Linked DNA regions of Mus musculus: region 1 is linked to region 2. A link is a contact called in public ChIA-PET data. All regions are on one chromosome and are shown on one strand. Each heading gives the region's core, a stretch centred on a gene start, on an enhancer-like site or on the middle of the called end of the contact. The rest is flanking DNA. Distances are from core to core; before and after follow the strand shown.

Evidence for each region. ChIA-PET counts read pairs in DNA pulled down with a chosen protein or histone mark.
Region 1: a contact with region 2 is called in an RNA polymerase II ChIA-PET map of memory CD8 T cells, with 1,049 read pairs. The contact joins the promoter of 2410004B18Rik here to the promoter of Mcoln2 in region 2. A contact is called at or near these places in 19 of 39 promoter capture datasets (the 3T3-L1 cell line, 3T3-L1-derived adipocytes, the C10 cell line and 13 more), 1 of 15 datasets of contacts at CTCF or cohesin (large pre-B cells), 8 of 484 Hi-C or Micro-C datasets (B cells, CD8 T cells, LSK cells and 5 more), 16 of 115 datasets of contacts at active chromatin or transcription factors (the 230-238 cell line, DN3 thymocytes, the SCID.adh cell line and 10 more) and 4 of 9 other capture datasets (adipose tissue, liver, macrophages and 1 more).

Annotation. Positions count from the first base shown.
Region 1 is chr3:145,935,923-145,939,362 of GRCm38.p6, forward strand. It overlaps 2410004B18Rik (RIKEN cDNA 2410004B18 gene), which reads left to right and starts at 2,092. Exons shown (of 3, transcript NM_025555.5): 1 at 2,092-2,406; 2 at 2,976-3,174. The coding sequence starts at 2,137.
Region 2 is chr3:146,148,244-146,151,482 of GRCm38.p6, forward strand. It overlaps Mcoln2 (mucolipin 2), which reads left to right and starts at 1,590. Exons shown (of 14, transcript NM_026656.5): 1 at 1,590-1,763. The coding sequence starts at 1,687.

The DNA.
Region 1 (3,440 bases), core at 842-3,341, 210 kb before region 2:
ATGTTACCTTTAGTTAATCTGCCCTTTATTAATAATTAATACAGGTCCATTGTAGACAGCTTACATCTTTTATAGTGGGACTTTCTCAGATCCACCAATAGTATAAATAAGGACATGAGACTTCTAATATAGCTTAAAGCTTAGGCCTTTTCCTAGGGCAGTCTCCCGCTAGTTCATCTGACTTAACCTGACACTTGCCGACAACCTGCCACTTGGCTCATGCTGTGCCCTTCTCCCTGTGGTCCCCTTTCTGTACCTACTCTGCAGTCTCCAGTCTCCTCTCTTACCCTTCCTTATTCTCTCTCGAGTTTAGCTTTTGTAAAAAATAAAAAATTTTTGTTACTTTAGTTTTTAGGAACCCATTGCTATTTCTTGCCAAATATTCTTTTTGTTTTCTTTTTAAGATTTATTTATTTTAAGCCAGGCAGTAGTGACACACACCTTTAAACCCAGCACTTGGGAGGCAGAGGCAGGTGGATTGCTGAGTTCGAAGCCAGCCTGGTCTACAGAGTGAGTTCCAGGACAGCCAGGACTGCACAGAGAAACCCTGTCTCGAAAAAAAATATTTATTTTATGTAGATGAGTATAATGTAGCTGTCTTCAGACACCAGAGGAGGGTATCAGATCCCATTGCAGATGGTTGTGAGCCACCATGTGGTTGCTGGGAATTGAACTCAGGACCTCTGGAAGAGCAGTCAGTGCTCTTAACCCCTGAGCCATCTCTCCAGCTCTCAAGTTTAAATTTTTAATGCTAGAGATTCTTTACCCCATCTAAGAGCCTTCTGCCAGCCCAGCATCTTGATGCTACTCTAAAGTTTCCTGGACATCCTGGGGTTTCACTTGTCCATGTACCTTCCCTATGGTTTTTCCCCAAACTCATTATATAAACAAGCACGGCCACGGGTGTCGGAGCCTTGTACATTCACCCCATTTCCACCACGCGCTGAGATTACAAATACACACCACCATGCCCAGTTTATATGGGTGCTGGTACTGGAACCCAGTACCAGGCAGCGAGCTCTGCCTCCTGAGCTGCACTGATTTGGTTCATGTTTCCGGAGGGTAACCGGAAGCTCTGAATGAGGACTCCTCTGGACCGCTCCTCGCCCATCTTCCCTTGGTTGGACTTATGCTATATTTGCTGCAGTAAACTGTAGCTATATACACGTGGTTACTCAGCTTTCAGCGGGTTCTACAATTTTGTCACATTACCAGGCTGGAGGGTGCGTGAGGGGACCCTGAATTTGCTAATGATGTCAGATCTGAGGATGATTTGGGTAACCCAGGACTTTGTACTTTGGGAACAATTGTATCTCTGTCAAGTCTAGGTACTTGGACGGAAGGAAGTTTTTCTAGAAACACTCAGACCTATTATCTCAGAAATTACAACCCAGCAATATTCCTTGATGTACTCCAGGGACGGTCACCAAAATAAATACTAGGAATATAAACCTGAACAAGGCAGTCTAGCCCGTTCCATTACCAGACTTCGTATTTTTCTGTAGAATTTAGCAGATAAGAATCAGACCAAATGGCAAGTTATTAATGACTATGTCACCTCTGACCAGGCATTTTTAACTGGGATCTAAATATTTACAATGGTACCAACTTGGGGTGGGGGGCTGTAAAATTTCACCATTGACCTCTAGTTTGTGGCAATACTCCGGTCTCATCTTCTCAAGTGCTGGGGTTAGAAGTGTGCGCCCCCACCCCCTGCTTGCTTGTTCTTACTGTTTGGTAGACAACGTCTCCTGCACTGTATTAGCTGTTAAGAAAGGACTTACATGCACCTCGCTGGCCCTCAAATTTGCCTAGGATTATAGGTATGCATGTTTGGTTTTTCTCTGCTTTAAATTACAAGCCCAGAGTGTGACTGTGGCCACTGATTTCCCTCCGGGTATCCTAAGGCTCCCGCTGCTTTTTCCCAGAGATCCTTAAGAAAAAACAAATAAATAACTTGCTTGAGGGCTGTGGAATCCCCGCCTCCAGCATCCTTCCAATCTCCGCCCATGAGTAGGAGCGCGGCTCCGCCGCTAGGGGGCGCAAATGGATAACTCGCCAGCCTGGGGGGCGGGATCAGCCGTGGCTTCCGGCTTCCGGCTTCCGGCCGAGAGAGGGTGGGAACCCGCGGCCGTCATGGCAGCCGAAGAGAAGGACCCGTTGAGCTACTTCGCGGCTTACGGGAGCAGCAGCTCCGACTCGTCGGATGAGAACAGCGAGCCGGAAGACGCGGGTCGCAAGGAGGCGGCCTCGGCTCCGACGACGGGCGGCCGCGGGAAGCAGGCGGAGAAGCGGCTGCCCGGCCCGGACGAGCTGTTCCGCAGCGTGACCCGCCCGGCCTTCCTCTACAACCCGCTCAACAAGCAGATCGACTGGGAGCGGCATGTGGTGAAAGCGCCGGAGGAGGTGAGATCCCCGGCCCCGCGGCCGCCCCGGGGCCCGACGCCCGCTTGCCCCTCCGCCCGCTCGCCCACCCCCGGCTCGCACTCAGCCCGCGCCGCGCCGCGCGTCCCCACGGCCCCGGGAGCCCGGGGGGTGTCAGCCCGGGCCCGCCCCTCCGCGCTCGGGGGTCCCAGCCGGGCGACGACTAACGGTGGTGACTCCCCGCCCCCCGCTGCAGCTTCTCCCCGAGACCCCTTCCCTTTGACGCCGAAGTGCCTGCGCTGCTGCCTCCAAGACAGCGTCTCTGCTGCAGCCTCCTGAAGGGGTCAGCCTGGCCGTAGTATCTGGGACTGCATCCTCCTTTGGTAACTAAAAGTTATTAGCTTTATTTATCCAGGGAACCCTTTGACTTTTTCACCTAACAGTGTTGTGATGTTGATGGAAAAAAAAAAGTGTCTTTTAAGCCTAAAGGATTTTAAAAAAGAAAGAAAGAGGAAAGTCAGCCAGAATGATGAGCAGGGAGGTGCATGCGCTCGTATCCATCGCGGGAACCTCGGTTCGTCACAGGGTTTCTTAATGTGCTTACTCGACAGCCTCCAAAGGAGTTCAAGATCTGGAAGTCCAACTGCGTGCCGCCCCCAGAGACCTACACTACTGAGAAGAAGCCGCCGCCGCCAGAGCTGGACATGGCGATCAAATGGTCGAATATCTATGAAGACAATGGAGACGATGCCCCACAGAACGCCAAGAAAGCCAGGCTTCTGCCTGAAGGGGAGGAGACAGTGGAATCAGGTAAGAGAGAGGAGTGTTGTTGTTTAAGATTTCAGCACTCAGAAAGAAGAAAATCCTTCCGGACAAGGTTTACAGCCTAGTGAGTTGGAAGGCTTGCCCAGAAATTGTCTTTGGATGCTAACGGTCTTTCGATCGTTCGGGTTTTTTGTTTTGTTTTGGGGGGAGACAAGGTCTATGTAACCTGAATGTTCTCGGAACTCATTATGTAGACCAGTCTCTTGAGTGAGGCCAGCCCAGCCTGTCTGTGCCTCAGTATCTCAGTGCTA
Region 2 (3,239 bases), core at 340-2,839:
TTTTCTCCACCGGTGAGACTGTTTCTAGATTGTCACAGGTGGGAATCTGTTTAGAGAAACATTTGCCAATGAAGAAAGTTACTGGACACCAGCAACTGTTTAATGACCTGTCTTGTCAGTGGGTAGATATAGTAAGAAGAAAGGTTTTGGAGTGTCAGAGACCTAAATAGAAAGAGTTCGTCTGCTAGTGGCTGTTTATGTGACTTGGGAGTAGTAACAAATGTCTGTGAACACATACACTCTCTCTCTCTCTCTCTCTCTCTCTCTCTCTCTCTCTCTCTCTCTCGTGTGTGTGTGTGTGTGTGTGTGTGTGTGTGTGTGTGTGTGTACCCCACACATAGGTATCACTCATGACTTGCAGAGACCAGAGGACTTGCTGGAATGGATTCTCTCTGTCCACCCCATGATTCTGGGGTCAAACCCAGGACTGGCTACACTGGGGGGAGGGGGCAGTGTACAGAATCCTGAGCATGAAGGTACGGTGGGCACTGTGACTTTTCAGACAGACTTTCTCAGACTTTCCATACCCAGTAAGCGTATTTCCTAAAAGAAATTTGGAAAAACAAAAACAAACAAAACTCAAGCATTTTTACCCAGTAGTTTTTGGAAAGTGACTTTTTAAAACAGAGTAGATTTGGAAGGGTGGGGGTGGGGCAGAATATTCCTCAACACCAACAGCCCTTGTGAGGTGCAGACAGGAGGACCAGGTTCAAGGCCAGCGTCAGCTTCATAGCAAGTTGGAGGCCAGTCTCAGTTATATGAGGTTGTCTCAAAAAGCAAAAAACAAAACAAAACAAAAAACAAAAACCTTACACAAAGGGTCCAAAAGGCTCTGTCCAGCTCTTTCTACATAATCCTCTACAAACTGTCCTTTGCCCTAGCTAAACATGGGGACCTTTCGAACACTTCCTAACGCACATAGCCTGGAAACTTAGGGGTTTAGTTAGCTCCACTGCATGGTGACGACAGGAGCCTCTGAGCCGGTTCTGTCCAAAAGGCCCTGCTAGCTTCAGGTTGGGTACTGTAGCCAGGTTCATAGAAACCAATTGTCTTGAAGCCCCTGCTTTCAGGCAACAAGGGGGAAGGGCATAGAGGCCGCTGGGGTGGGCTACTCTGGGCTACTCAGGGGTCAAGCAGACTGGCTGCAGAAAGCTGACTTGGTGGCTGAGGCTGGGGTCTTGCTTTCCACATGCTTGCCCTGTCATCCTAACTACTTGTTAGGGAGTTATCAGAATAAAGACTCCTTAGTGAAGAAACCCATCCCCACGAACTTATTGATTCCAAGAGGGAGGAGCATCCGGTAGAACTCAGTACCAACACTTTACTTGTCCAAAATCCCAGCGTTGGTAGCACGTGCTTGTTGTAATCTTAGTACTCAGGAGGCTGAGGCCGGAGGATTGCTCTGGTTGCCAGTGTGGGCCACATGGTGAGCTCAAAAGAAATGCAATGAACTTTTGAAGGAGTCAGAGGTCTGGGGGCGGGGGTGGGGTGGTGGGGTGGGGAATGGGGCGGGAGGGAGGAGGTCAGGACGGCCAGGGGGGCGGGGTGGACGACGGGCGGCCTCATAGCAGGCTTTCCGGACGACTTCCCTTTATAAGGGCGTCCACTCCACCTGCATCTCGCAGACACCCGTAGGCGGAGCCGGGTGTGGGGACCGTGGGGACTGAGGGAATTTGGGGTCACGTCATGCCCGGAGACGAGGAGACGCTGGACCTGCCTGCGTGGAACCGCGTCCCGGACCTGACTTGGGGTCCCCACCACAGGTGGGTACTCCCCCAGTGGACCATGTCTGGTGGTCGTCTGGATTCCAGCGTCCCCTCCTGGAATATCTCCCGCCGAGAAGGTGTCCCTGAGCTCACACGTGGACCCCATTCTGCCTCGCGTCCGGGCTCTCCGCTACGTAGCAAAAGTCCTTCGTGACAGCGCCCTGGGTCGCCCAGCGCTGAAGGAAGTCAGCGGCCGAGGGTGGGGACGCGGGGGGCGTGGCGGGAGGACAGGGCCACGCGTAGCGACCAGGGTGCACACAGCCGCTTTTCCGCAAAGTCCCGGGGCTGAGATCAGAGCGCTGACTGGAAGGGTAAGAGGCTTTGGTCCCCTAAGGCTTTCATTTGGGGGCCACTGAACCTCTGGGCGGGGAATGGGTCTAGCTCCTTCAGTCCCGGGAGCCCTGGAAAGTTCTGAAGGAGGATGGCTGGCCCTGAAACTGACGGTTTTCCCAGGCAAGAGACCCGGAGAGACAGAGAGGGATCAGATGTTTTATGACTTTTGTTTTTTGGTGTGTATGTGTGTGTGTGTGTGTGTGTGTGTGTGTGTGTTTCTTTCCTGGTGACAGGACTCTGAAAAGATCCTGGTTTGCTCTACCTTAGAGTTCTTGCTACCCCGGGCAAACTAATGCTAACTGCTTGCACTCGGTTAAAAATGAGGCTGATTGTTTGCCTTCCGGAACAAACCGACTTTTTCTTAGGTGGGAGGGTTGCGGTGTGGTCAACCCTGGTTTCCCCAGCTCTATGAAAAGGCGTTCAGTGAAGCCAGGTGGCTCTGCCAAGCGGCCTCTCCTGAGTTTGAATGTCTGCAGCAGCGCAATTGAGCCGGGGAGGTGAGGACAAAGTGGCCTTTGGCTCCTGCTTGCTGCTCTTAAAACAAATAGTGGCGGGCTGTTAAAGTTTTCTAAGGGAGCAGGGAGCGGCCTCTCCTTCCTAGCAGGATGTTCTTGAAGCCAGCAAGGAAACTGAGCCATAGGGAAGTTAGTCTATGATGGCTACCTGAATGGATGCTTTTCTGCAAGGGTGGCATAGACTTCTCAGACCTTCAAAAGACCGGTTTTGAACTATAAAACCATGTTGGTGGGGCTACAGAGGTGTGTTCTTTTCTTTTGTTTTTGTTTTTTTCGAGACAGGGTTTCTCTGTGTAGCCCTGGCTGTCCTGGAACTCACTCTGTAGACCAGGCTGGCCTCGAACTCAGAAATCCCCCTGTCTCTGCCTCCCAAGTGCTGGGATTAAAGGCGCCCGGCCAGAGGTGTTTTCTTGCAAACTCAAAGAACACTGTTGGAGCCAGGTGACAGTACTTGGGACCTGTAATCCCAGTGCACAACAGGCAGGAGACAGGAGGACCCCCCCCCCCCAAAGTTCACTAGCCAGCCAGTCAGCCCTAATTTCAGAGCTCCAGGCCAGTGAGAGACACTGTCTCACAGGAGGTCTGTGTTGTTCCTGAAGATGACACCCACAGTTGTCCCCACATG